Linked DNA regions of Anas platyrhynchos: region 1 is linked to region 2. A link is a contact called in public Hi-C data. All regions are on one chromosome and are shown on one strand. Each heading gives the region's core, a stretch centred on a gene start, on an enhancer-like site or on the middle of the called end of the contact. The rest is flanking DNA. Distances are from core to core; before and after follow the strand shown. Region 1 overlaps LYRM4 (LYR motif containing 4). Region 2 holds the start of RPP40 (ribonuclease P/MRP subunit p40).

Evidence for each region. A called contact is a pair of places that touch in the nucleus more often than the background predicts.
Region 1: a Hi-C map of liver shows a contact between it and region 2, with 4 times the contacts expected there. The contact joins the enhancer-like site here to the promoter of RPP40 in region 2. A contact is called at or near these places in 2 of 8 Hi-C or Micro-C datasets (liver and subcutaneous adipose tissue).

Annotation. Positions count from the first base shown.
Region 1 is chr2:89,157,029-89,161,756 of IASCAAS_PekinDuck_T2T, reverse strand. All of the region lies in intron 3 of LYRM4 (LYR motif containing 4), which reads left to right. Among named protein-coding and RNA genes, the nearest start is that of PPP1R3G, 49 kb to the right of the region's middle. Within about 2 kb of position 2,781, at least 1 of the 8 cell types and tissues checked has an H3K27ac peak or open chromatin away from gene starts, as enhancers often do.
Region 2 is chr2:89,105,028-89,109,899 of IASCAAS_PekinDuck_T2T, reverse strand. It overlaps RPP40 (ribonuclease P/MRP subunit p40), which reads left to right and starts at 1,983. Exons shown (of 8, transcript XM_072035024.1): 1 at 1,983-2,012. The coding sequence starts at 1,983.

The DNA of each region.
Region 1 (4,728 bases), core at 1,532-4,031, 51 kb before region 2:
TATTCCCTATTGGATCTAGGAAGGATCTTGCACATAGTTCCTGGGAGAAAATACTGCTTTGGGATAGATAAATGCTGGAAAATTTCAATCAACATGTAAATAGTGAATGGGAATGGTGAAATCTTCTAAGTTCTACAGGATGAGAACAGGAGTCTGACTAAAACAACTCATCAGTTTAGCTATCGTACAATCCAGTACTTAACCATAAAAAGTCAGAGGTAAAGTGGGCATGAAACAGTAGTGGATCCATCAGATTACAGCTAAAGCCAAAGTTATAATTCATAACTTGTTTACACAAAATTGTGCTTGTTTTTTTTTTTTTTTTTTTTTTTTTTTCCAATGGAAGTATAAGTTGAGACATACTTTTGAACTTCAGTTTGTGGAAAGCTGTGTATGTTTCATCCCAGTCACAGGGACAGCTTTGACAAGGCAAGAAAATAGTTTTAATATCATTTCCAAAGCCACCCTTGCCTGTCATAATGAGAAAGATGCCTGTTTGGTGACTGCTTTTTCCCAGCCAAAGCCAGCTGCCTCCAGCTAGACCTTTCTTTGGGAAGATCAATCATGAAATTGTATATATCTCTCTAGGGAAATTCGCTGTGTGTGAGTACAAAGCAGAAACACCAGTGGAAATTCCCTGTTTCAAATTTTTCAGTGACTGAAAGATTTCTCAGTGGTCCTAGAAAGCTCTGATAATCGTGTACAAAGAATATTCTTTATAACTTAAATAAACAGAAAAGCATTTTAAATAATTATTAGGTATAAAAACAAATTTCTTCTTTCATATCTAGGATTGGACCTCCAGACTAAGTTTATAGTAAGTATGTTGTTCTGAGAATGTAGGTAATTTATGATACAGCCAGAGGTGTAATTGTACTGTGAATAAAGAGAGGATTTCAGCTTCCAGGAATCTGAGGTATTTTTCATGAATATTAAGTAAACTTTAATGACTGAGGGAAAGAACAAACTGAAGGACAGTCATTTATATCCTGTCTAAACTGGCCTACAGCCACATTAATGTTTGTAACAGATTTAGAGTATAGCTGAAGTAACAGTAAGGTTTTCCTCTTCTTTCTCTATACACTTTTCCATACCATTTTTAGACAAATACATGTAACTGAAAGGGTGAAGAATAGTTGCTTACTTACTAAAATTTACAGGAGATGTTAAAGAGAAGTGGAATGTAATTGTAATCAGTGCTGTTTGAGTGGTGATAGATTGCAACTGAATGGTTTGAGGCTATTAATTGCAATGAGATTATACTAGTTCAGCTACCTCTGATGTCAGATACTTGAAATATTAGTTATTTCAAAGACAAATTGGATTATAAATTATTAGTAAATCTGTACCAAGGTGATTAAACCCACTTGTAAACTGTCAAACATGGGTGCTATTTCACGTTGTTGGTCAGTTGTACATTGGAAGTCAGGAATTAAATTTAGGGCTTATATGGGGACATGTGAATTAAATGTGTTACTTCTGAAGCTGAGCATTTCCTGGGCTTTCTACCCTCTCAATGACATTTGTTTGTTTAGCTTTACAGTTTTTTTAGTCCGCCACTAGCCTTTTCATCTGACTCTGTAGAAGATCGTCTAGAGAGGAAGCTGCTTCTCCGAGACAGATTTAAAACTCTTGACCACTTGGGGGAGGTAAAAAACAGCAGATCTGTGCAGCCCTCAAACAGGTCACGAATACAGTAATGGCATCCCAGAATTTCCACTCTGAGGGTCTACCATTGCTTGAAAGTGCTGTTGTCACTATAACAATATTTTTTCCTGGTATGAAGGATGAAGTATATTACCCTGCAAGGGGCTTCTTGGGCATACCATTATGTGTCATTCTTCTCATCAGTCAGATGTTTTTTGGAGCAGACACAGAATTGCTTAATAGTTTAGTATTGCGTTTTAAGGAACAAGGAGTAGAAACAATGGAAGCTGAGGAAAAGCAAAGTAGTTTAAAAGACCTATTAACTTATTTGTGCAGCTACTGAATTTTGCCGTGTGTTCATACTCTCACATGCACACAAAAACAATTCCAATCCACTGCACAAAATAACTAAACAAAGCTCTAAGGTCTAAAAATATGTACATCCAGAGCAGCATAAGAAAGAAAAGCAAGCAGACATCTTTTTGGATTTATTTCCTCTTGTCAGTGTTCTTTCACTCCAAGCTTGAAGCTTTCTCACTGATATATTCTCTGATGTATGGGTATTTGCAAGCGTTAGTAGAATTATAGGCATTTTAGACAACTATTTTTTACTCCTCGGTTTTTACATAAAACGTTTGTTACAGTCACTACAAAACGTGGCATTCTAGATATTCTGTTGTATGTGCTATTAAAAGCACAGTCATCCATGGGAAATAGGCCACAGCAACATCCTGTTGGTAACTGTGACAATAAACAGATGTGGTTGATATAAAGCAAAATTTTTATGTCTCTGCAGTTCCTCTTAAGTGCCCTGGTCTTGAGCTGCAGTTTGGGGGGCAGGAGGGCTCCTGTATTCATTCGTTTTCTATTCCTTTTCAGCTATTTCTTGGAGTCGAGAAGTAATTCTGCACTCTGTGCTTCCACTACATATCTGACATTATATCTCTGCTCCAAATACTGCTACCTTGCAGAGGTACCTACTGCAGACTCATTCTTGGACGTGTTCATGTTGGTTACAAAGATGGTAGGGCTGGTGTTTCTTAAGTGACCTTGTATTCTCCTGTGCTATTGTGACTCTTGGTGTGGTGAGACTGATCCCAAGAACATGTTTTCTTTTCTGGACTTTGAGAATTCACGGCCCTGCAAGTTGCCTTCTGAGGCTTGTAAGCCTTGAGGCAAGTTGAGATCTTATCCAAGCCAAGTCCGTTCTAAGAAGGAAACTCAAGGCCTTGGCTGTATTCCAGGTCACTTCTGCTTTTATGGGTAGGACCACAAACACTGCTAGGTCTGATTCCTTCCTTTCATCTGTTAGCAATGTTCTCCTGCTCTGTTCTTGCCAGCTGGTGCTGAGTGCCTCCGTAGGAGATACAGCACTTCAAGCTTCTGTCAGCCATTCCTCTTGGACTTAGCACTGGTGCAACGGGTTGCACCATCAGTGCATAAATTCTTAGTCTACCCTATTATAGCTGCAGTGTCTTGCTCCAGTTTTTTATTTCACAGGTCACTTCTCTGCCAACAGCTCAAAACATGATCCTCTTCCAGAAGTCCCTCCCTGCTGTTACAGCTTGTGGCCTGATGACTTCTTCCCCTGCACGCTAAGGTACCAGCATGAGTCTTTCTTCTGCTTCTTGTAAGAGACAAGATCAGCTGGCTGCTTGCTGGGAATAGCTGAAGCATCCACAGGACGTGTTGGTTCAATGTTCAGAGACCACAGGAATCAAACCTCCACAGCATCAGGAGGCTGTCTGTGGACAGTGCCACACTTAGCAAACTTGTTCTACAGATGCTGTTCAAGATCCCTCTTCTATATAAGCTAATTCCTCAGGCTACTATGCAAACACATGTAGGACAAGTTCTTGAAAAGAAAAACATTGTTTTAACAGTGTTTGATAGGGTTGTAGCCCACCCTCATTCCTCTGTTCCTGTAGGAGGCATTTCAGTCATGTTGTGAAACCGGTCTTCTCTTCAAAGGACAAAAAAAATCTGGTTATTTCAGGTAGTCATCTCAACTAAGAAAATAAATGTTAGTGCTATGAAATGTTGTTACTGATGCATGTTTTTAAAAACACGGAAATTATTTATAGGTAGATGGAACTTGGAATCATTTTGCATCTCTTTAAGTTTATCCAAAAAGCCAAGTGTCACGCATTTTGCATAATGAGTGAATAATTCTTTCAGATGTTTTGAGAGGTGACTTGTTTTACAGTCTTACTGGAATTATTAGTGGAATTAATAACTGTGCACATATGATTTGTTCTGAGAATAGGTTTTGGTTTGTTTTTAGACTTCAGCCATATAAATGTATTTCTCAAGGGCTTTTGCATTCTAAAAAATAATTTGTTATCTTCACCATCAGAAGGTGAAAAAGTAAAATCTTTATATACTTGTTACAGACTTAAGGTCCTCAGCCATGTTGTGCGTCTAATTCTTTGTTTGATTTTGCTTTCTTCTTTGCTTATTTATATCTTCAGTTTTCCACTCAAATGTTTTTTGTTTTTAATCTTGTTTGATAGTTAAACGTAAAGTAACATGCTGATAATGGCAATAGGTAGTAGAACTGGTAAGGTAACCCTTTATTCATCAGTGTTGCTCTGTCCTGAGTTTCCAGCAAGCGTTTATGGTCTGTGCTGCTTTATAGCACTGTAGGGGGGATAATCTGTTCAGCATAAATAATGGTCAGTGCTGCATTTCTGCAGTTACATTTAATTTCCTGAATCCCTGTTGCTCTAGGTACCTGCAGTAGAGCAGAAGATGGCTGATTTTGATGGGAAGGAAGAAGAGAGTAACTTCCTTTATATACAATACTAGTTACACTCCTATGCCTGCCTTCACACAGTGCTTGCTAGGGGGACTTCAAACATTTTATGTCACGTTTGTTGCTCAGTCACATAAACCTGTGATTGTGTCCTTACTCCACAATCTTTTAAGCTGATCACCTAGTGAGGAAACATCATTCATACCTTTGCAATCTGGTATTTGGGTGGAAGAGTGATGTTCCTTGAAGTTGCAGCATTTTGCCAGTGCTCAGCACCAAAAACGGCTTTGGAATTTCATCACTTTGCTTTTTATTCTCAGTCACAC
Region 2 (4,872 bases), core at 734-3,233:
CATTGCTATTGTCTGTGGATGATTTGCATGGATGATTGCAAAAATACTTCACTCTCAAACTTCCCTTCATTCTGAGGGAAAAGACACTAAAAAGCATATGCAAATAACACTGTACTAGCTGAAGCAATGCACTCCCACTATGGATTTATCTTTTGTTGTTGTTGTTGTTGTTCATATTTTAGTTTGGTTTTTATTTGTTTGTTTATTTTGCATAGTTTGTTTTATTTTTGGTATACATTTGGTTGCCAAAATGCATCCTACCAACGTGAGTGAATTCAGTGCTGCCTGACTGAGTGGGCAGTCTGGATCTCACGGAGGAATGAATGTCAGAGCAGCAGAAGCATTACTGAGCATTTTCCTTAGGAGATAGTGCTGTGATGATATTCGTCCTGCACCTCGAGTGAGAATTGAGCAGCCAACAGTTATTTAGGAGTGCCAAATCGTTTGACTCCTGTAGCTTCTGGCACTGCACTCCACATTTGTTAGCAGTTCATTTTAGAGCATTGTAGGAACAGGAATGAAGGACAAACATTCTCTTTGGCACCAGCTGTGCTAATGGAAAACATTACTAATACCATTTTGCCGTCAACTGCTCATCACCAACACTCTGCTTTAAGTTGCCATGTTCACCAGGCTGTCAGCTGAACTATTCATAGGAGCAGCCCCTCACCTAGCCCGGTCCAAGTGAACAGTGTGCCACCACTTAAGCTCTTTAAACTAGCCACCCTCATTTTAATGGAAGTAAACCACAGAGCTGAGGCCTGCAACATGTTACAAGAAAGCTTCAATGAGGCAGAACAATAAATGGCAGTGCTGTGTCACCGTCCTGTTAACATTCACTTTGACCAAAACAGGTTGCAATGCGGGCCCTTGCTTACCTGTGCCCTGAAATGAGAGCTCATGGCCTACCTGTTCTAGGTTTGTGACAACTAAAATTACCAAGCTGAAATGAAGAAAGATGAATACATAACATGGCTAATAGTGCTTAGTACTTAAAATGTCTTCAAAAATCTTAAGATAAAATACAGTGCGACTACTTTGCTTTCTCAAAGTAATACCTATGTTAGAATGAAGAAAACAGAAATGAAGAAGCCAGCACTTACTTCCTCATGTGGTGTTTATTCCACTAAAGCATGCTTTCTCAGCTTGCCAAACCAATTAACAAGTGTTTTAAGCAGCAAAGGGGAAAAATGTGCCATTTGCTGATAATGCAAAACCATTTGGACTAATAGAAATTGAAGAGGAATGTGAAAGGTTTAAGCAAAATAACGGACTGCAAAATGAGAAACTTAATCTAAATATTGATAAAAAAATAAGTAATGTTGTAGGAAGTGATACACATTTTTTATATACTCCATAAATCTGGGAGACAGATCTGCAAAAAGGATTACTGTATGCAAAAAATTTGAAAAAGCAGTTAAGACAACAGGAATCCATATTACATGGAAAGAATCTACATGAGGCAGCAGCATACAAAGAGAAGTTCATTTTTTTTATTGTAATCATTTGCTAGTATTCTGAAAATGAGTATTACTTGAAATCAGATAAATCTTTACAACAGGCATTTCTTTACACAACATTGAAGTGATGTGATGGTGGACATTTATTTAAGGAGGTATTTGGTGTTGTCTCTGAAATATTTCAAAATGGATTCTCTTAAAAGGATGGGGCAACCAGAGCTTCAGACTACCAAGTACTATTTACTGCATTTGTTACTAAAGAAAATGTTGAGATAAAAGTGGAGGGATTTCCTGGTAAGAGACAGCAGAGTCACAGTCAGGAGGCTTTTTGCATTCCCTGGGGTATTGCCAGTTATGTTTATGGTATCATATGACACACAGGATTAACATTGTACATGCACCTTCTTTCTTCTCCTCCCTTCTTGTTTCCCATCTCCTTACCCTGTCCCTCTAATCCCCATCCTGCATTCAATACACATATCCTGCAGGAGCATTTTGATCCTAAGATGGCTACAGAGTGACATGAGAAAAATAGGGATGCACAAATCAGTGGTAAGTGATTCATGGCATTGCTTTCTCAATTCTGACTGCGATTGCATGGTTATATATTTCTCAGGACTTGTTAGATCAAAGATTTTTGTTTGCTGCTTTGGGATGGAGCTCTATTTGATGTGCGATTTAATAAATTGGTCGAGCTCTTTGGATCAATAGTCATCATTTGGACACAAAATGAACATAAAAGTATTTGTTTGCAGACGCCCAGAGTCAAGTAATGGGAGGATTCTGTTCATGCAACTCAGCCACACAGTTTAATCCAGGAGTCCATTCAAATGCTTTTCATCATTTCTTTTTATGCACTTTTAACATTAGCTTCAACCTTCAAACCCAAAACTAGAAGATTTTCCTGTTAGTCCAGATGGAAAGTACTCTACCACGTAGAATGTAGCCAGTTCAAATATGCCGTATCTCATCAAGTCCCCACTCAAGTCTTACTTAAGAAAATCTCCTGTAGCTTATCAAACAACTTGAATGACTAATAACTACTAAGAAATATTTAACTATATTTACAGGGATTTGCAAATATGCAGGGATTATCACAGTTCGTACATGAAATTAGTACTTTTTTTTTCTCTCAAATTCTAGCAAAATTGGTTCTGAACTATCTTATTCATTTCAAAAACCACATTCTTCATCCAAGTTGTAGCAGCTGATATGGTTGTACAGAAATGGCAGGGAGGATATTAATAGTCTCCTCAATTACTATTATTTTTTTAAATGCTCCCTAGCCCATGGGAAATTTGAGTTTCTCTGTATTTTTTATAAGGTTAGGATTCAGTTTACTATGTTTGTGACTATGATCACTGACTGAAAGACTGAGTGGGTCTATAAAATCTGACTGGAAGTTATTCAGAAGTAGATTATTAGACCAAATTTTCTTCCTTATGCAGGAAAACCAAGCAGCTGTACTCCAGAAATGCATGGATTAGGTCTGTAATGGAAGAAGTACTGAAATGGAAACAAATATTTGGAAGTGATCACTTTAGTTTCCAAATCTTAAACCCAAAGATTTAAATCCAAGATCCTAATTTTTCTGCAGGATACTCAGCAAACAAAATCCTTCAGAGCTCTGAGCCTTTCAGACAATCTCTTTTAGAGATGTCTGCCATATCTTTCTGTATTTTGGTAAGGCCTTTGATACTGTCCCTCACTGCATCCTTTTGGACAAATTGTCCAGCTGTGAGACAAACAGGTTCACACCACACTGGGTGATGAACTGGCTTGGCAGTAGAGCTCAAAGGGTTGCGGTGAATGGGGCTGCACCTGGCTGGTCACCAGCAGTGCTACCTCCCCAGGGCTCTCTGTAGGTCCCTTCCAACTGAACTATTCTGCTCTTTGTATTCTGTCTTGTCTCTAAAAAGACTTGATGCTGACATTCCTTATGGGAAGTGGAGATTGCTTAAAATATACAGAAATACAGTTTTCCTGAACAATAGCAAGGGCTGTGTTTCCCACAATGATGTGGAATATCCTTTTTAATTACTAATAACTATTTAGCAATAGGCCAAGGAAGGTCTCTTCATTTCGGTGAAATAACCTTTCTGAAGTTGGAGTTTTGTAATTGATTTCAATCGCTCCAAGATTTCTTCCTCTGCATGTGGTATAAACATTGAGCTCATTCTTTGTGATAACCAAGTATATAGCAATGGCACAAAATGATTCATCAATATTTTTTGACTTTCTACTTTGCAGAAATTGCATGGAAAAGATTTAAAATGCTTTAACAAACAATGTGAAAAAAAAAAAAAAATTGAACAAAAACTTTACATTCCCTAAGATTTCGGATTTGGTTCTTGTGGTTCTAAGAGGTGTAAAGGTACTAACCTGTGATTTGTAAGATGTTTATGTCAACATTTATATATTCACATGGTCCCCTGAAAATCGTAAGTCATGGTTGTCAGATGTTTAAGCAGTAAATCATGTGATGATAAAAAAAAAAATACCCTCCTGTGTACAAGCTACCATCCTAATACAGACAGTTCCTGCATTTCAACAAATTAACCCAAAGAGAGAGTATTTGAAAAGGCAAAGTTCAGATAGTCACTAGGAAAAATGGTTTCAGCTTCCAAAATGTGTTTATGTGTTTATGTATATTTTTTGCATATCAATCTAGGAAAAAATATAATGTGGATCAAATTCCACTGTACATTATTGCTGTACATTATCACTTTAATGTAATTACAGGCCCGGGCCTGTCCCTGTGAGGTGAAGGGGATCGAGGGTGTTGGGGGGTGAGCTGTGAGGGGCCGGCTGCAGCTGGAGGGTGGTGGGACGGCCTCATGGTGGGTGTCCCCCTCATCTCTTGCTTGGCTGCAATTAAAGGAGGGGAACAGTGCCCGATGTTGACCCTATATTGCATGTCTCGATACACAGCGCTGGTCCAGAGCTTACACAGAAATCTGGAGTTCAGACACAGAGCCGCGTGGTGGCCCAGCTCCTGCAGAAGCTGCCCTGGCTCCTTGCTGATCTGTTTTTGGTATCAAAGATTTTTTAAAACTTGGTGATTAGTGACATCAACGAACTGTTCACGAAGTCGTTTCAGGAGGAGGCGGTGGGTGGGAAACCTCATGGGAGGCCCCATGCTGATCATGATGATTAGTGTGTCTGCTAGAAAAAGAGCCAAAGGAAATTGTGCAGATGAAGCTTTCTGCTGGAGCAAAAGTCTGACAGAAGACATACAGGCTATCTACTTACAAGGACATATGAAGAATTTAATTTGTTTCTGGCCTCCAGACCCTATGCAGCAGTTGCTCAAAGTTAGACATCAAGGTAACACCAGAACCTGTGAAACAGTAAAAGCAAGCAGCTAGAACTGCCGCACAGAAGAGAGCTCTGCTGTCTCCTCTAGGTGCCC